2 separate regions of the Arabidopsis thaliana genome follow, and region 2 is linked to region 1. The links are chromatin contacts, called in public capture Hi-C maps. All regions are on one chromosome and are shown on one strand. The core of a region is the stretch at or near the end of the contact, and the rest is flanking DNA. Distances in the headings are between cores, read along the strand shown.

Region 1 (6,068 bases), core at 36-2,535:
GAGCAAAACCAATATTTGCGGATAATTAGTTTTGAACTATTTGTTTATGGAGAAATATGTTTTAAACTTTGAATTCGGAAAGATACAGATCGAGAAATATTTTTTCATGGACATATGGAGCAAGGTAAAGATTGGGATCTATTTGGTATGATGTCATACTTCTCGTGGGAAAATAGACTGTTTTTCCGTAGTCATACACATCAAGCATAACCTAAAGATTAACATTTAGATTTCAATTTCGATCCTTTAAAAACGATAAAATCAAAAAATAAAATGGCATGGATACTTTATAGTTTAGTTTGTTAGAAAATCATTTTCAAAAAATAAGGAATTCAACTGGAGTACAATTTTACAAGCATTCAGTCGAATGATCAGCAAATGGAAAAAGGTCAGGAATAAACGTGATCTGATAACTCAATGACAAAAATCGTGTCAAAAATCACATATTAGGGTAGAATCGTCATTATGTACTTAATGTTAGCCTAAAGTATTTAGTCTCTCAAAAAATCGCTTATTGGTTTGGTTCTAGTTCAAAATATCTATAATTTGGTTAGATTTTTGGTTTAGTTTAACATAATTCGGTTATGTTTCGGTTTTCTGCTTTATAAACTTTCAAATATAAACAAAAGAACAGATTTACTTTTTTTTTTTTTCATAAGTGTTATATTTTATTTCAAAGTTGTGTTGTAAAAAGTACAACTGTGGAAACTTCCATTTACAGGGCTTGACACATTAAGCTTTACAATATTGGACTATATCTAAACAATAGAATAATCCAATATTGTATAAAAGAAACCACCAAGTCCGTCTGTTAAATTTAGGTCCAAAGTAAATGAAGCCCAGTCCAGAAAACTAAAACCCTTTGAAGAAGTAAGCTGTAAAAATCCAAAGCAGAGGCACGTGTAAAGCTATTAACCATTGTTGAGACACGTGGAGAGATGAATCATATGTCGTTGCTGGATATCGTCGATGTAGAAAGCGACCTGAAGAACCTCCAAAATCACCGGAAACCGCCAGAGCTTCAAAAAGAAGTCCATTGGTTTTTAATCAGAGAAATTCACAAATCTTCATCACCGAATCTGCAAACGAAGCTAATTGTCAAAAACGCAGATCGCCGGAAAACTGTTGGAGCCTAAAAACAGAACTCAACAAAGAAGCCAATCAAAGCAGAATAAACTAAATCATGCGAAGAGAACAACTCTTCGGAACTGAAGATTCTGCATATCATAATGCTTCATCATCAAGATTTTAAAACTATAAAACAAAAACAAATCACGAAAACCCGAATTCAAAATTGACCAAAAGAAAATTCTAAATCCTGAACAACGGGAGAAGATAGCCGAAAGACACCCGGTCGACAGAAGCCGGAAGAAACCCGAACGACGATCCTAAACATTTATTGGGATGAGTCTCTCTCTGAAAAATACTAAAGAGAGAAGAGAGAAACTCGTCCGTCAATCTCAATTCACTTTTCCTTACATCCACTTATGTAGAAACAGATTTACTTAATATCATAATTATTCAATATAAGTATATCTATTTTTGATACATACCAAATTATAGATATTTTGAACTAGAATAACTATATCTATTTTTGATACATACTTGAATTTGATTTACTGTGTTCAGTTCGGTTTCGTTACACAAAAATGATTTCGGTTTTAAATTTATTTGGATTCTAGAATAATGAAACCAAACGGTTTATAATTATTCCGGTTAAGTTTCGGTTTTAACATTTTTCACGGTTGATTCGGTTCAGTTTTTGTATTTTTTTTGGTCCACACCTAATGAATGCACATAGTTTACATGCGTCATTCGAGAATCTGAAGTCATGAATAAGACATCTCATTTCAAATCTGAAGAAGAAGTGGTTGGATAGCAAAATGTAAAAGAGGTGATATTATCTAACAACAGAGAGACTATAGCATTTTGGTGGTTGTAACGTGTGAACACTTGTCTTATTCCATTGACCGCCTGAGATAACTTGATCTTATAGCCCAAAGCTGCTTCCCAACAGCTTCCATGTCAGGCCGCTCTTTTTTAGTAGGAGCAGCACATTGAAATGCCAAACTAAACATCTTCCTTAGTATCTTCTCATCTACTCGTTCCCTCGCGTTAGGATCCACTAGTTCAAAAACTCGCCCTTCATTGTACTTGTCGAATGCCTACCATACCGCAAACTCGATTTAGTAAAGGATGATGTAAGTTGGAGAAGAAACATTATAAAGTGGCTTACCCATCGGACCGTAATCCTCTCATCAGGAAGTCGCTTGGCCTCCACTGGACGACGGCCTGTGAGTATCTCCACAAGCAAAATCCCGAACGAGTAAACATCGCTTTTAGCAGTGAGATGATAAGTTTTCATGTACTCAGGATCGAGATAACCAACGGTTCCTTTCACTTGAGTTAAAATGTGAGTCTGGTTCGAGTCAGTAGGACCGCCTCTCGCAAAGCCGAAGTCTGCTACTTTGGCTCTCATGCTATCTGTGAGTAGAATGTTCGACGATTTTATGTCACGGTGAATTATCTGTCTTTCTGTTCCAAAGACAAGAATCATAAAATATCAAATAAGATCCTTTCAAGATTTATACTTATATTATGAGGAAGCACAACATTCTCTACCTGCATAAGAATGGAGATAGGTTAAGCCATGGCAGACATCAATAACAATCTCCAACCTTTGATTGAAATTAAGTTTAGTTCCACGAGCACCTGCAATAACAAAAGGAGTCTTTATGGTTTAGTCATATGTTTTTATAGCCATGACAAGCTCGGGAAGATGTAAAGAAGTTCTTACCGTCCAAGTGATCGCGGAGTGTACCATTTCTGACATACTCAGTTATGATAAGTCGCTCGTCTCCTTTGTCAACATAACCAAGAAGCTTCACTAGGTTCCGGTGGCCAATTTTAGACAAAAGGTCAACTTCACTTTTAAACTCCGTTCGCAGATTCTCAAAGTGTTCCTACAAGACAAGTAAAATCAACACTTAATTAGTTCATATTGTGCAGTGATCAAGGTCTCAATGGCACTGTATTAGTACAAATGATCGTTAATCTTCAAGATTTAAAAACCAAAGAATAGATATCTAGTTAGAGTCCTAATCATGGAATCACAAAGCAACATTACTCAGTAAGGCTAGACCACATATAATTAGTGTGAGAACTTGATTTCCTAACACTACAAGAATCTAGTGCCTATTAGTTGATCATGTAAAGGTTCTATTATTAGCTTCTGTCAACGTTATAGGTCATGACTGAATAAACTATACTACAAATTTGATACCACAAGAAAATTGAAGCTGAAAGATTATAAGAGTACCTTTTTGGCTCGTTTTATGGCAACAACCTGGCCATCATCTAGAACGCCTTTAAAGACTACACCAAAGCCTCCTTCACCAATTTGGTGACTGTCTGCAAAATTACCAGTTGCTGTATTAATCTGACTCATGGTCAGATTCAAAGGTCCCAGTCTACTAGGCCTTGGGGACATAGCATATCTAGATGGACTCTGCGGTACGCGGGATGGACTTGGTGGTGCTCGGAATGGACTTTGTGGAATCTTCTCAGAAGAAGGGCTCATTTCAAAAGAAGAAACTTGGTGCACTGTGATAGAAATATATAAGCTTCAATGTCAAATGTTATTATTTCATAGCTACAAAAGAAAGATAAATGTGAGAGACACTAAGTGACCTGAGTTAGATTCTTTAGGTAGAACTTCATGACTATTTGCTTTCCTCTCTTTATGAAAGCAAGGACAACAAAGAGCGCAACACAAGAGAAGAAACCCACTTCCTGCTATGCTAACTTTAACATGGCTATATTCAGTTTTAGGCTTACTATTTTTGGAATCTTTTACAGTTTTTTCTTCCAAAAACCTTCTCCCTACATTAAACAATGTCACAATTAACCAAATTCGGTTACTATATATAATCAAAGGAGCACAAAAAAATCTTTAAATAGAGCAAACCTAGTAGAGAGTGAATTGTGCAGAAGTCATCACTAAAAGAATCCTCAAAGATACAACCATTGGCTTTGTGAAACCGTAAAGCTTCGCAAAACCGGAGTTTCTCCACCGGATTACCGTTAATTGTGAACAAACTCCCTTGTTGATAAGGCTTTGTGTAGGTCAAGTGATCAGACTTACAAACACTCGAGCTTACAAAGGATGTTGATGCAGAAGTTTCCTTGATTTGTAACAACATTAACAGACCAAACAAAGCAGTAATCACCAATCTTGTGAAGCTCAAATCATCTCCACCCATGGTTTTGGTTTTATCAACAAAATACACAACTTCAATTATCCATTTATAAACTCAGTTATGAGAATCTTTTGAGTTCAGAAGATTTTCTCTAAACCTGTAGAAACAAAAACTCAGCTTTAGAAAGCTTCCAACATTAGGGTTCCATTTCAATACTATAGCAAAGATCCAGTAAGAGATTTCCTAAACCCTAAAAAAAACTCTCAATTTCGGAATTAAAAGGTTTCCAAGAAAAGAAAGAAAACGAGAAATCAATTAAGCGAAATCAAAACAGAAAATTTTTTGATTCGAACTTTTGTAGAAGAGACCAATTTAGAGAAAACCCAGGAGAGTTAAGGAAGAGAAGACCAAAACCTGGAACACGATCTTGTAGCTTTGACTTGACTGTACAGTATTTGAATCAGTTTGACCGAATACAAAAGATTTATTCTGTTTTCAGAGAAGTATGGCAAAAGAAAGAAGAATAACTAAAGTACTTTTGTCTGAAGGAGAAGAGTTAGGGACGTGGTAACGATCTTATGGAAGACATCGTGTGGAAAACTTTGAAAATTCGTGTTCTGTTTTTTTGTTTTCCGTCTCAGGAAAGTTCGTGTTGTTTTCTCTGTTAGATGATGGGAATGGAAAAAAAAAATATATATATATCAAAAAATCAAATTGAAAATAGTTTTTGTAAATTCGAAGCAAACCGGCGGTTGAACCAGACCACAAACCACAATGATTGATAGTCGGCAAATAATTATTGAAAACTAGATTTTACCGCGGAATAATTTATATTTTAAAGTTACCATATATAAAAGTTTTAAAATTGTATCTATTATAGTTTACGATTGTTAACGACAAAAAAAAAATAGTTTACGATTGTTATTAAATTAAATAATGATATATCACGAGTCTACAAAATAATTGTTAATAAATTGAAAATTTAACTTGTATTAAAGTGGCATGTTAAGATTATTTTAATTTTTTATAAATATTGATTCAAACCCATCTTCCACAAAATCACGTTCCAAAATATAATATAGGGAATGTGACACGTTTAGGCATTTCTATGCACTTTTATTCCTTTTGAGGCACTTCTGAGGGATGAGACACTTTTTCTTGTTTCGTGGAGAATAAATAGACAATTATATCCTTTTCAATCTAAACCATCAATTGCTTAACCAGTTAGCATAGTTTTGTTTTGATTTGGTTTCTAATAAAACGACAGTTGATATTTACAGATGAGAAAGGGAGCTACCTTCGCCGACTGAAATTATCTCACAATATCGATGTTGATGGCAGTTAATTCTTCTGACCAAGGAATTATTTTGAAAAGTCGATTCGGAATCTCCGAGTCAGGTATGATCCTTGAATTGGTTGATATTCCTGTTCAACGCTCTCTCTCCCATCCCAAAAATCTCTTGAAACGATATTTTTCAATTGAATAGCCTCTGCCTTAACCACGGCTTGGGAACAATGTTTATGCAGCGACTTAACCGCCACTGGGATGGGAAAGATGACATAGAAGTCGATTAGGAATCTCTGCCTGTTTGGTATCGACCTGCCATAGCGATGTTTAATCATAGATTTTGATAATCTTAATATTATGGAACTTGTAGATATCTGAAAGGTTTAGAATAACGAGAGTGGCGAGTAGAGATATTTTGTTGCTGCAAATTGTTGTGTACTTCTGATAAGCAGATTTTTACGCCTACTTATATGCTGAATGCTGTTTGAGTTCAGTTCAATTCCTCTAAAACACAAACATGTCGATGCAGTCATAGAGGGTGTCAATCCAGTCCATTGTATTGCTAGCAATCAAGATGTGTA
Region 2 (5,343 bases), core at 2,824-5,323, 120 kb before region 1:
ATTTTGATTAAGAATTAGTAGCTTCAATTAGAATTAGTAAATGATTTTTTAATTTCTATTTTTAATTTAATAAGATACATATATTTTTTTAAAACTTATCATATTTACTTCTCTAAAATGTTTTAGTTTCCTTATACTTATTTTAAAATATATAATTTCTTACAATTGTCTTTTTATAGTCTTAAACTTAATAAAAGAAAATTTTGTTTTACACGTGTTAAAATCTGAGATCGATAAAATTTGCACATAGCATAATCAATTACTAACTTTGAAAACCGTACTTTATATAATAAGTTAGTTTCCTTGTAATTATCTTCTTACATTTTGAAAACTGTTTAAATTTATAATTTACAATTATCTTTTTGTTTTTTAAATTTAATAAAACAAATTTTTTTTATTTATATATGTCAAAATCTGAGATCGATGAAGTTGACACGTGTTACAATCATATGAGTTACTAACATTGAAAACCATATTTTATATAATAAAATACATAAATAAATGTTGAAAAAGACTGATAAAAGAATGACAAACCACTAGAGAATATACATTAATAAGAATCATGAAATAAGAGAAACCTATAGTCTAAACAAACAACACTTCAATAGGAAAATTCATTAAAAAGTGGAATACGTTGTTGTTGTTGGGATAGATGATGGATATCCTTCACAATGTCGAACACGGCTTCAGGTTGCGACAACTTTAGAGCATTCTCTGACATTTTCTTTAATTCCTCTTTATTGTTGCTAAACCAATCCGCCACGATTTTCGCAGTTTCTTTGGGACTTCGGGTGAAAACTCCAGCCCCATTGTCCACAACATACGGCACGTTGCCTTTTTCCTTTGGGAGTCACATACAATAGAGTTAGTTTATGTGGCCGATTAATCCCTAAGGTGAAGCAAAAAAATGTATACCTGTCCAGGAATATAGTCATTGAGGATAATTGGGAGGCCGCAAATCAGTGCTTCCGCAATCGTACCCGGACCAGCCTGTTTTATGTCATAAAATCTTAGTGCTATTTATATGAATGGGTAGGATTCAAAGATATGACTTACCTTAGTGATGATACAATCACAAGCTCCCATCCATTTTTCCATTTGTGTTTCAAACCCTCGAACCTATAAACGTCACAAGTATATATTAGTTACTTGGTATATAAGTATATAGTAGAAGTAAAAAAAAAATTATATTTTAGTTTGTACCTTGACCGGAATCTTCCATTCATGAGATGCTAATGTAGAAGCAAGGACTTTGTTCCGGCCGCATATGACAATCAATTGTCCTATTGGATTACTTTCTTTAGAGTTGTATAAAGAATCTCCAAGGGCTAGAGCTGTTTTTTGAACCGGACCCATTCCTTCACCCCCTCCCATTAATAGAACCGCAGGTAAATTTAAGTCTATTTCAAGTTCCTTCCTTAGTTCATTCTAACAAACACACATAATAATAGCTATTGTTGATCTTCTCTTGATTGGGAAAAAAAAGATCTCTAAATGGTATGAATTGGACAGAATTTACCTTGTTGAGAATAGTGCGAGGGAAAGATGGGCGGACAGGTAAGCCAAAGACACGGATTTGAGAGTCATCAAGGCCGTCTACTAATGCTCTCTTTGCAACCTCTTTGGACGGACAATAACATCTGCTGACTCCATGATGGAACCTATTACATCAAAATCGAAGATTTCATTTTGAGCTATTAGGTTAATTTCAATGTTTTAAACCCTGACCCGGACAGTGAACCGGATTTTCTTCTGGATCACCGATTAATGGGGTTAACCGAATTAGACCACAGGTCAATTGAATAAAATTTATTGAATATATTTAATATTAATAGAGATTATATAAAATAAAACAAAAATAATTATCTTATGTTTAACAAAATATGAAATCAAACAGTAACAATCAAAGTTTTCAATTTAACTAAAAGTCTAAAAGACTAAAACCGTAACAAATATAGTAGGAGATCATTAATGACGAAAATAAATTAATAAACATTGCGAATTAAAACAACTAATCTCGGTTTCAGTCACTTTAGGCGGAATTGTGAAGACTTCACCAAAATATAAAAAAATCAAATGAGTTTAAAAAGTGAATTTTTTTTCTAAAAATAGCTGAATAGAGTCTAAAATGCTATATTTTATTCAAAAATCGAATATATTTTTTAAAACTCACACACGGCCAGTTCAACCGGTTCACTGGGTCGCGGGTTAATGGCGATTTTTTGTGGATTTTTCCGGGTTTAAAATTGTTGGCTATAGTACTAAACCTAAACCGAAAAAGTGTTTGGGTTGCTGATTAACCGTTCGAACCGAACGGTTTGGGTCGGACGTGAAAACACTGGTTAATTTTAAATATTATTGCATATAATCTATATTTTATTAAATGAAAAGTCATGAGAGTAAACATGCAGGATTAATATGCTAACGCGTGGATTAAACTGATTTTAAGTACTTAGTATATATAGAAGTAATGTCATCTTACCATGTACGGTGGCAAGTGTTTAGATCAGTGATGACCGTAACGAAAATAACTTTCTTGTGAAGTCCTTGCCATTTCATTACCCACAATGGTATGTGTTGCATCAGAGGATGCACGCTAATAATAATGTCCGGTTTGTACTCCATTAAACCGGCCTCTATTTCTCTGTTCACCAAAAGAAGAAATAATCTCCATTATATTGCTAATTCGTAACACTAAGGGATGATAACGAAAAAAGAAGAAGGTTAACATATAAGTACTTGGCATAATAAGCGGCAAGAGCACTTAGATAGCTTTTGTGGATCCATTTGGGAGAAGTACCATGAAACGCAACAGACCAAAGACCAACATGTTTCACCATGAACTTGTACTGTCTCTCCATGTCGTTCAATGGCCATCCAGTGTATTCTTTCCAAACATCTTTTATGATTATCTATAGTTATAAAAAAAATGACATTAGTTCCTAGAGAGAATATTGTAACATCAAAGAGTCAGAGCTAGAGAAATAAATAATGCAAATTTTTAATCATTATTGACAAACAAAATAAATGGAACGTGGGACAGGTTTTAAGACATAGATTGTTGACGTCAGCTCGTATCTCCGACACCCTGGCAAACTCCAAGATTCATACTAGGCTACAAAACTTCCAAGTAGATATTTGTTTCTTTTCGTTTTCAAATTCAAGACGACTACTGCGACAACTTTAATATTGACGGCTGAGATTTCATTAGAATCAGAAACTCCTCTATGATATATTATAACATAATCTATTGGAAAATTTTGTCATAATATAAATACATATTATTCGAGGTATATATTTACAAGCTTTGAAATTTTCAAAATGAATATTTCAAAATATTGTTGTTGTTTTACACAGAAACTAAAAGATAAAAGTATGATTAAGTTTTGTTGCTTATGCAATATTTTTTCGTTTTTTTGTACGTTATATATATGGTTAAGGAAGCATATTATTGGCTCAACCCTATGCGTTGGATTCAAGGCAAAGAGAATGAAAATGAAGATATAAATAAAAATATTAATATTTTTACCCGATAGTCATCTCCGAATTCGATCTTGAAAGCGTCGCGGATGGCCTCGGCTGAAGCACGGTGGCCACCGCCGGTATCACTCATGAGAATAAGAACAGTTTTGATCCTCTCTGCTCCCATCTGCTCCATCTCCATAACTTCTTCTTTGTCTTCTAACCCTCTCTTCCTTAGACGACTCTCCTTCTCATAATCACTTGATCTCTGACGATGGATATACTCATCTTCTACTGTTGAGATGTTAAAATTGCTATAGACTCGTCGAAACACCTTCTCAGTGATTGAATCCGACCGTGTACGAGGTGACACCACTTTCATCATGACTATTTGGTGTTGAAGAAAGAATAATAAGAAGACCGATGGTTGTGTTTTCTATGTGGCTGGTTGGTGATCTTTATGTAAAAGATTTTAAGTTCTTTTGGGGTTTTAAATTTTTTGTAGCAAAAAAAATGGAAGACCAAGTTGCTTCTTTTAATAATTGTTTTTAAATTACTTGAGGAATGATGCTGGAATTATTCTTTTTTTTTTTTTTCGGTTCCTATAGTTTTGCTTAGGTATTTATATTTCGTGTCTTTATTGTTTTATGTGGGGCTTAATTTAGTGGTAGAGTAACAAGGGAATATGGCAGCTTGGAGCCGTCGGATCCGCCTTTGGTTTCGGAATCTTCGGATATATGATTCGGATCTTTCTTTGCATCTCAAGTATATTTAAAACAACTTGACTTTTTAAAAATTAAAAAAAAAATATGACATGGATGGTCCTTTTTGTGACATAGGTAAACCGGTTTAGAATCAAAAATTATCTGGTTTGATTAGGTTTAAATCGATTCAGTTAAATTTGAGTCCACTTTTCATATTAATTTAATACTTGATTAATTGATTCAAGTTAGTTTCGATTTTTGTTTAGTTGTTGATATGAATGTTTGTAAACAAAAATAGGTTTCAGTTCAAATGTCTACTTTTGCATCAAATGTACTCATATGGAAAAATTGTCTATTTGTCTACGAGAATTATGACATCATTAGATATTGACCCGCGGTACACAGCGAGTTGATTATTTGCGTTAGAAAGTTAATTGTTGTTTCAATTTAATATAATCTATATATAAATAACTGAGCAATAGTTTTATTTTTTCAACTTACTTGGTATATGTATTTACTTTTATTGATATAGTAGTATGTTTTTTTTACTTGGTTATGTTTAGTTAAGATAACATGTTTATTATACTTATTAGTACATAAAATGTGTATTTTATGATGCATTAGTACGTGTTTTATTATATATTTTTCTCTTTATTACAGAACATTATTAAAATTTTAATTTATTTTAAATTTGATTTTTGGTATATTACTGTAACTATCCTAAAGAAAAGAATGTTGTTTTATATGAAATAGTTGTACATTATGTTTTAAATCTGTGGTTCAATTTTCACAATTTAATTTATTTGGTATAATATAATTTGAAAATCTCATTTTATTTTTTTAGAAGTAGTAAAATCAAGAAAACTTAATACTATATGAAAAATTTATGTGCGATAAACATAATTACAAATATAAATTTAAAAAATAAATATAGTGACATTCAAAGAAATTAAGACTAATGTGGGTATAATAAGTCTATTAACTATTGGGTATTCTAAAACAATATGAAGCGGTATCAGGACATATGATAAATTTTGTAAAATCATCGATTCAGTTCGGGCATAAAGTAGATGAAGCTATAAAGGCAGAAATAAAATCGATCTTGGGTATACATAATATCGGAGGCATGGGTTCCTATCTCGGACTACCTGAGAGTTTAGGGGGATCTAAGACAAAG

Evidence for each region. Capture Hi-C pulls out chosen DNA fragments and counts their contacts.
Region 2: a contact with region 1 is called in a capture Hi-C map of seedling, with 4 times the contacts expected there. The contact joins the promoter of MGDC here to the promoter of AT2G11522 in region 1.

What each region holds. Positions count from the first base shown.
Region 1 is chr2:4,617,339-4,623,406 of TAIR10.1, reverse strand. It overlaps AT2G11522, which reads right to left and starts at 1,285. Exons shown (of 1, transcript NM_001335373.1): 1 at 655-1,285. The coding sequence starts at 1,037. The coding sequence ends at 912. CRCK3 (calmodulin-binding receptor-like cytoplasmic kinase 3) reads right to left here and starts at 4,862. Exons shown (of 8, transcript NM_126855.4): 1 at 4,614-4,862; 2 at 3,968-4,356; 3 at 3,691-3,882; 4 at 3,320-3,603; 5 at 2,798-2,963; 6 at 2,623-2,712; 7 at 2,237-2,535; 8 at 1,685-2,165. The coding sequence starts at 4,262. The coding sequence ends at 1,959.
Region 2 is chr2:4,741,892-4,747,234 of TAIR10.1, reverse strand. It overlaps MGDC (monogalactosyldiacylglycerol synthase type C), which reads right to left and starts at 4,073. Exons shown (of 8, transcript NM_126865.5): 1 at 3,530-4,073; 2 at 2,740-2,912; 3 at 2,483-2,644; 4 at 1,520-1,661; 5 at 1,204-1,428; 6 at 1,057-1,119; 7 at 916-990; 8 at 425-841. The coding sequence starts at 3,847. The coding sequence ends at 602. It also overlaps the pseudogene AT2G11800.